Regions from separate parts of the Ovis aries genome. Here region 1 is linked to region 2. The links are chromatin contacts, called in public Hi-C maps. All regions are on one chromosome and are shown on one strand. Each heading gives the region's core, a stretch centred on a gene start, on an enhancer-like site or on the middle of the called end of the contact. The rest is flanking DNA. Distances are from core to core; before and after follow the strand shown. Region 1 holds the start of GALNT4 (polypeptide N-acetylgalactosaminyltransferase 4). Region 2 holds the start of DUSP6 (dual specificity phosphatase 6).

Evidence for each region. A called contact is a pair of places that touch in the nucleus more often than the background predicts.
Region 1: a Hi-C map of tail adipose tissue shows a contact between it and region 2, with 4 times the contacts expected there. The contact joins the promoter of GALNT4 here to the promoter of DUSP6 in region 2. A contact is called at or near these places in 2 of 16 Hi-C or Micro-C datasets (hypothalamus and tail adipose tissue).

The regions. Positions count from the first base shown.
Region 1 is chr3:125,887,916-125,890,807 of ARS-UI_Ramb_v3.0, forward strand. GALNT4 (polypeptide N-acetylgalactosaminyltransferase 4) reads right to left here and starts at 1,418. Exons shown (of 1, transcript XM_004006246.6): 1 at 1-1,418. The coding sequence starts at 1,160. POC1B (POC1 centriolar protein B) reads right to left here and starts at 2,554. Exons shown (of 11, transcript XM_060414018.1): 1 at 2,498-2,554; 2 at 1,740-1,824. The coding sequence starts at 2,512. LOC132659615 (a long non-coding RNA gene) reads left to right here and starts at 2,674. Exons shown (of 3, transcript XR_009600203.1): 1 at 2,674-2,892.
Region 2 is chr3:125,706,523-125,709,442 of ARS-UI_Ramb_v3.0, forward strand. It overlaps DUSP6 (dual specificity phosphatase 6), which reads right to left and starts at 1,404. Exons shown (of 2, transcript XM_027967193.3): 1 at 542-1,404. The coding sequence starts at 941.

The sequences.
Region 1 (2,892 bases), core at 168-2,667, 180 kb after region 2:
GCTGCCCGAGCAGTATTCTGCAGGAAATTGGGCCGAGCATATGGTGCCCGCTTAGGGAATACGTGGCCCACGTGGGAACAGGGGTGGATCTCCAGTTTACCTCCACACTGCCACACCCTGAAAGACAGCTCCAGGTTTTCACCTCCCCACACTTCCATCCCAGTGTCATAAGTTCCAAGGTACTGAAAATACTTCTTGCTGACCGCAAACAGTCCTCCGGCCATGGTGGGCGATCTGAATGGTTCAATTCTGGATTTACGCCTGTCCCTTTCATGTTTGGGGACAGAATGCCACTGGAATGTTAGACGCCAGTCGAACCCACCAATCATGGGTTCCCCAGTCTGCATATAGAATTCAAAAGTATTCCAGTCGATGGTGTCTATAACAGGACAAATGACCACTGTTTCATCCTTATGAATCCTTTCCAAAAGTGGCTCCAGCCAACCAGTATTACACTCACAGTGACAATCCAGGAAAGTCAGGACATCGCCAGTGGCAAAAGTGGCCCCAATCAGACGGGCCCTCACCAGCCCTTCGCGCTTGTTTGTTCTAATCAGGCGGACTCTATCCAGATTGCTGACGTAAGCTTCAAGCTGTGTCTTCAAATACACTCTGTCGCTCAAGTCATCGACTAAGATGATCTCCTTCAGAAGGACTGCAGGAGAAGTTTCTAAAACACTGTGGATGGTGCGAAGTAAAGTCGACCAGGCTTCGTTATAGAAAGCGATGATGACAGAAGTGGTGGGAAGTCTCCTGTAGTTAAACTTCTTGGACTTACACTCATACATTCTTTTATCCTCTATGTGGCGGTGCAGGGAAATCCTGTCACTGAGGTAAATGTTAATGGCATATCTCTCAATGAGTTCCTCTTGCTGCTTCAGTTCACTCTCGCTGAGCTGGAGTTTGCTGGCTTTCCCCCACTCCCCAAGGGCACGGGAATCTGCAGGGGGCTTCTCATACAGCGGTCGAGACAAATCCACTGCTTTCTTCCCCGGCTCTGAGAGCTGTCTTGACCCCGGTTCCTGGGCACCGCCGGCTCGTAAGGAGGCATGGAAAGTGGAGACGGAGAGTTCCACCAGGAGGTAGGCCACTGTTAGGAGCGCCAGCAGCAGGCAGCTTTTGCGTGCCCACGTCCACCTTACGGCCATCCGGATCTTCATGGCTGGGGCGCGGACGCGGCCACCAGAGTCACCGCGCGCAGGGGAAGGGCTGCGGGACCCGCCGCTTGAGCTCCGGGCTCAGGTAGGAGCGAACTTCCGAGCAGGTCCCGCTTTTCATGCAGGCGTTCGGCTCCTCGGCAGTCGCGGGGACTTCCTGGGGGTCACCTGGGACCTCCGCGGGGCTCGGCCTCCGGTGCACCCCCAACTCCTCTCTCCCCACTTCCTCCTGCCTGCCTCACAACTTTTCACAAACTCTACAGCCAACAACACCCCACCCTCCCCGGGCAGAGGACAAACCCCTCCCCTTCCCTCTTCCTCCCCCTGGTGGCGAGTTCGCGCCAGTGGTCGGCCAGGCCCGGGCCCAGGCCTGTGGGCGACTCTGCGGGGCCGGGGGCGGGAGCACCAAGGTGACCCCGGACTCGGGTCCACTCCCGCTCCAACTGCATCTCGGCCGCTCTCCGCACGATTCTACCCATCTGGGTCCTCAGTCGTGATGCTCCCGGGGACCCAGCTTGGACGGGCGGCAATCCTACCGATTGAGCGTCTCATCACAAAAAAAGAAAAAAAAAGAAAACTTACCAAGTTGTTTGCCGTTGGGGCTAAAGTCCACGGAGGTGATCGCAGCTTTGTGGCCCTTAAAGTAACGCTCCAGAACCGGGTCCTCCTGGGAAGGAAAGTTGTCAAGTTTTGAAAGCAGGTGCAGACCTCGAATGTGGGGGGGTCGGAGAGGAGCGCGGTCCCCTCCTGCGGGAGCCGGCCCGGGAACGGCCACATCGGTGGAGGGTTGTGGGGGAGCAGCAGCACCCCGAACGAGCACGCGCGGCCGCAGCTAACTGGGGTGTACGCCGAGCAGCAGCCTCCCCCCGCAGAGCGGGCGGAATCCCCGTTCGCGCTGCCCAGGAGCGGGCGCCCGCCCGAGACCACCTGGGCAGAGCGATTGAAATGCACGTTCCGGGGCCCCGCCCGCAGGCTCGCGGTCACAGGTGCGAGGCGGAGCCCCCCGGCTTCGGTACTTTTCAAAAACCTCCCAGGTGATTCTGACGCAGGCGCTCCACGGAAACCCTAAGAGAATTCTGGGGTGGGGGGGGCATGGGGCCGCCGGGGCGGTCGGAGCTCGGGGAGGAGCACCCGGGGCTCCGCCAGGGCTCGGCGCTCCCGGTGCCCCGGGGGCAAGGGATGAGTCACGGGCGCCCCGGGGCGAGGGGCGCGGAGCTCGCGGGTCGGGACTCGGCTGAGGACGCCTGCCTCCATGCCCCGCCAGGTGCGGGTGTAGCCCCGACCTGGCTCCCCAACCCGCGGGACCGGCTCCAGGGAGGCGCACCGCAGCCCGTCCTTACCGGGGAGGAGGCCATGGGGGAGCGCTCAGCTCCCGGCTCCTGCCCGCAGGGGGAACCGGGGGGAGGGAGGGGGCGGGGTAGGAAGGGGGACCGTGCGGTGCCCGGAACCGTCCGCCCGGAGCGGCAGCGCCTCCCGGTCACTACAACAACGGCGCCCCAGTCAAACCCCGCGCTCCAGGCGTGGCCAGCCGAGCCCCGAGGCTGCGCCCGCGCCGCGAAAAGCCGGACCTCCGCCACCTGGCAAGGCGGACGCCGGGGGATCAGGTGTCGTCACACATCAAAGCCAACGTTTGCTAACACCTGAGCTCCCCCCGGCTTGATACCAGAAGGAGGGTAGTAACCGATACAGGTAGGAGACCGATGGTTGGGAGAGGGTAAGGAACCTGTGATCGATG
Region 2 (2,920 bases), core at 154-2,653:
GTAGTAGTTTTCACAGCTTTGAGAGCCGCAGCCGCACGCAGAAACACACCACAGAACCCTACCAACGTCCCTACACGCGAAACCAAATATAAGAGAAAAATACTTAAATGTGCGCCCTTGGGAACAGAACGAACGCGCCCGCCTCCCCTGGGAACCCTCATTCTTTTGAATCCGGAAATGCACAAAATGGCAACTTTTCCGAATATCTTGAAGGGGTAGAAGGTGCCAACCTGCACCACAACCGTCCTGCAAAATCTGAATCAAAAACCGAATGACAGAAAGTAGGGAAAGGTGGAGGACATTTTGGGTAGGAAACAGAGGTGGTCGGAAAGAAATGGCCCAAGAGTGCGGCCGGAAGCGGGCCGGTTCCTCGCGGGCCAAGCTCGTGGGTGCGGGACGCGCGAGGTTCGCAGCCGGGGGACAGGCAGACAACCCCTGGCGCAGCAGTGGGTTCAGAAGCGCCGGCCGAGCGCCCGGCCTGCAGCCCGCAGCCCGGTGTCCTCTGCCTGGCCCCCCCTGCGCAGAGCTCCCCGGCTCGTACCTTCCAGGTAGAACGCCCGGCATCCCTCGTCCTTGAGCTTCTTGAGCAGCAGCCCGAGCACCGACTCGCCGCCAGTATTCTCGTTCCAGTCGCTGCTGCTCTCATCGTAGAGCACCACGGTATCGGTGCCGCAGCGCCGGGTGAAGCGGTCCCGGTCCTCGCCGCGCGTGAAGAGCGCGCGCACCGGCAGGTTGCCCTTCTGCAGGCGCCGCAGCATGATCCCGGGGATGGCCACGTTGATGGCGGACTCGATATGGGACGACTCGTACAGCTCCTGCGGCCGGCAGTCCATCAACAGCAGCCGCTCGTTACCCAGCTCCAGCTGCTCGTTGAGCCACGCCACCGTCTTGCTGATCGCCATTTCCGACGCGAAGGGCACGGGTCTGAGCGTATCTATCATGGGGGTCGAGCTGCCGGAGAGGGCGGAGTGCCTATCAGACGCCCCTCGGGGCAGGCAGAGGCCGAGCGCGCCGCGGGAAGCCGCCGCTCTAGGAGCGGGGTTGGAGTCCACCTCGCCCTTCCCAAGCCGGGATAGCGGTTGGGGCAGGCGAGACCGAAGTGAAGCCGGCGGTTCCCTCTGCACCAGGCTGCAGCCGCTCGTTCTCGGTGTCAATGAATCTCTCTGAATGAAGCTGCCCAGACAGTTTTGTTCCTCCAGGGTGAATGAAATCCAATTAATTCGGACTCCGTGCTACTAAGAAGGGAGGAAAGAAAAGAAAGTCCAGCGGCTCCTAATCCCTCCCTCCAAGACTGCACCTCAAATCCACCCGGCCGTCTTTCTCCTAGGATTATTCAAACCTCGATTGCTCACTCTCCCTTGGCCTCGGCGCTCGCACACCCCCTGCGCGAGGCAGCTCCTCAATGGATACAAACAGCGAGCGTCTCAATGGATACATTCTCCGGGCCAGCCAATGAGCGCTCTGCGGAAGGGGCTGTTGCCGTGGGGACGGGCCGGCTGGAACAGGTTGTGTTGATGAATTGTTAATGAGTTTGTCATTCACAAAAACGGAAAGGAATTTCCGCTCCGGATAAGCCCCAGTGCAAACAAGCTGCAACAGCGGGCTCCGCGGGAGGAAGGAGAAAGAAGAGGAGGCGGCGGCGGAGGAGGAGCGGGGCACACAAACCAGGGCACTTCAGTTGTCTCGTGTTTCCTTCTGTTGAGAGTTCACACTTCGCGTCGGAACTTTCGCGCACAAATGGTGCAATTAGCGGGCACAAAAGCCCTTGTTCGCGACGCCTGTGAGTGCAAGCTAGCTTTAGGGAAACTTGTGCTGACTTCTTCCCTTTAAACTCATTTGCACTGGAGTTCACCATTGCCCCCCTTCCCCCCGCCTTAGGCAGTGTGTGTGGCATTTGTTTGCCAGTTTTAAAAGCCCGGCTCTGTTTGCTCTGATGTTCTTTTAGCCGAGGCTCTGTTGGGGCTGGTAAACTGCCTGGGTTTTAGTGACCGATGAGGTGTTAAATGCTAATCCAACATCTTTTGAAACAAACCAGGATTTTGTTGAAACATTTTTAAGCAAGCAATCAAATGCTTGGAAGTCCAGATAATAGGAAGCAAGCCTTTTTAAAAAAAAACAGCTTTTTAATTAATTTCTTAAAAACCAGTGGAGACGGCAGGAACAAAGTCGTTGGGCAGTCTGATGCTTTTATTTCTCTGGGGCGGCGTGGGGCGTTATAAGCCATTGTTCTGGGGATCCAAGCACCCCCTCCCCGGTCCCCGCCGTCACCCACTGCGCGCTGGGTGGTAGTGCTCGTTAATCATTTCTGAGCAGCGAGCTCAGCTTCCAGACACAGGAGCCTCCCTGGGGGGGCTGCATGGACGAGGTGCACCGAGGCACGCGGAGCCAGGCAGGCTGTCCCCACCACCCTCAAAGCGTGGGGGAAGTCCTCCCGCAAGGCCTGCAGGCTGCGGGGGCTCAAGTTGGCTCGGCGATTGGTTTACTGTAGACCGAGGCATGTCAGAACGGAGCCACCCCGACAACCCGCGCCGGGTCAGCCCCTTCCTTCCCGGGGCAGCAACCCCCTCCCTTGCAAGTCGCGGGGCACTGGCGGAACACTGCCCCCTCCTGCGCGTTGCGTTCCTCGTGAGCATCCGCCGCCTCCGCAGCTCAGTTCAGCTGGCGCCGAGCGTCTAGGGACCCCGGGGACCGGTGGGAGGCCGAGTGTGGGACTTTGGGCTCCAGTTCTGCCTAGTGCGGGTATGGGGCGAGGAGTGCGTGCCGGGTCCCCTGCTCCAGAGGCGACCTGGGGATTCTGGGGAACGTCTCTCCTGCGCTGCATGGCCAGCAGGTAATTGGGGAGGTGCTGGCCAGACCAGCGACCCGCGCTCGGCCGGCGTACCAGGGTCAGGCGGGCTGCCGGATAGAGGCGTGGCGGGTG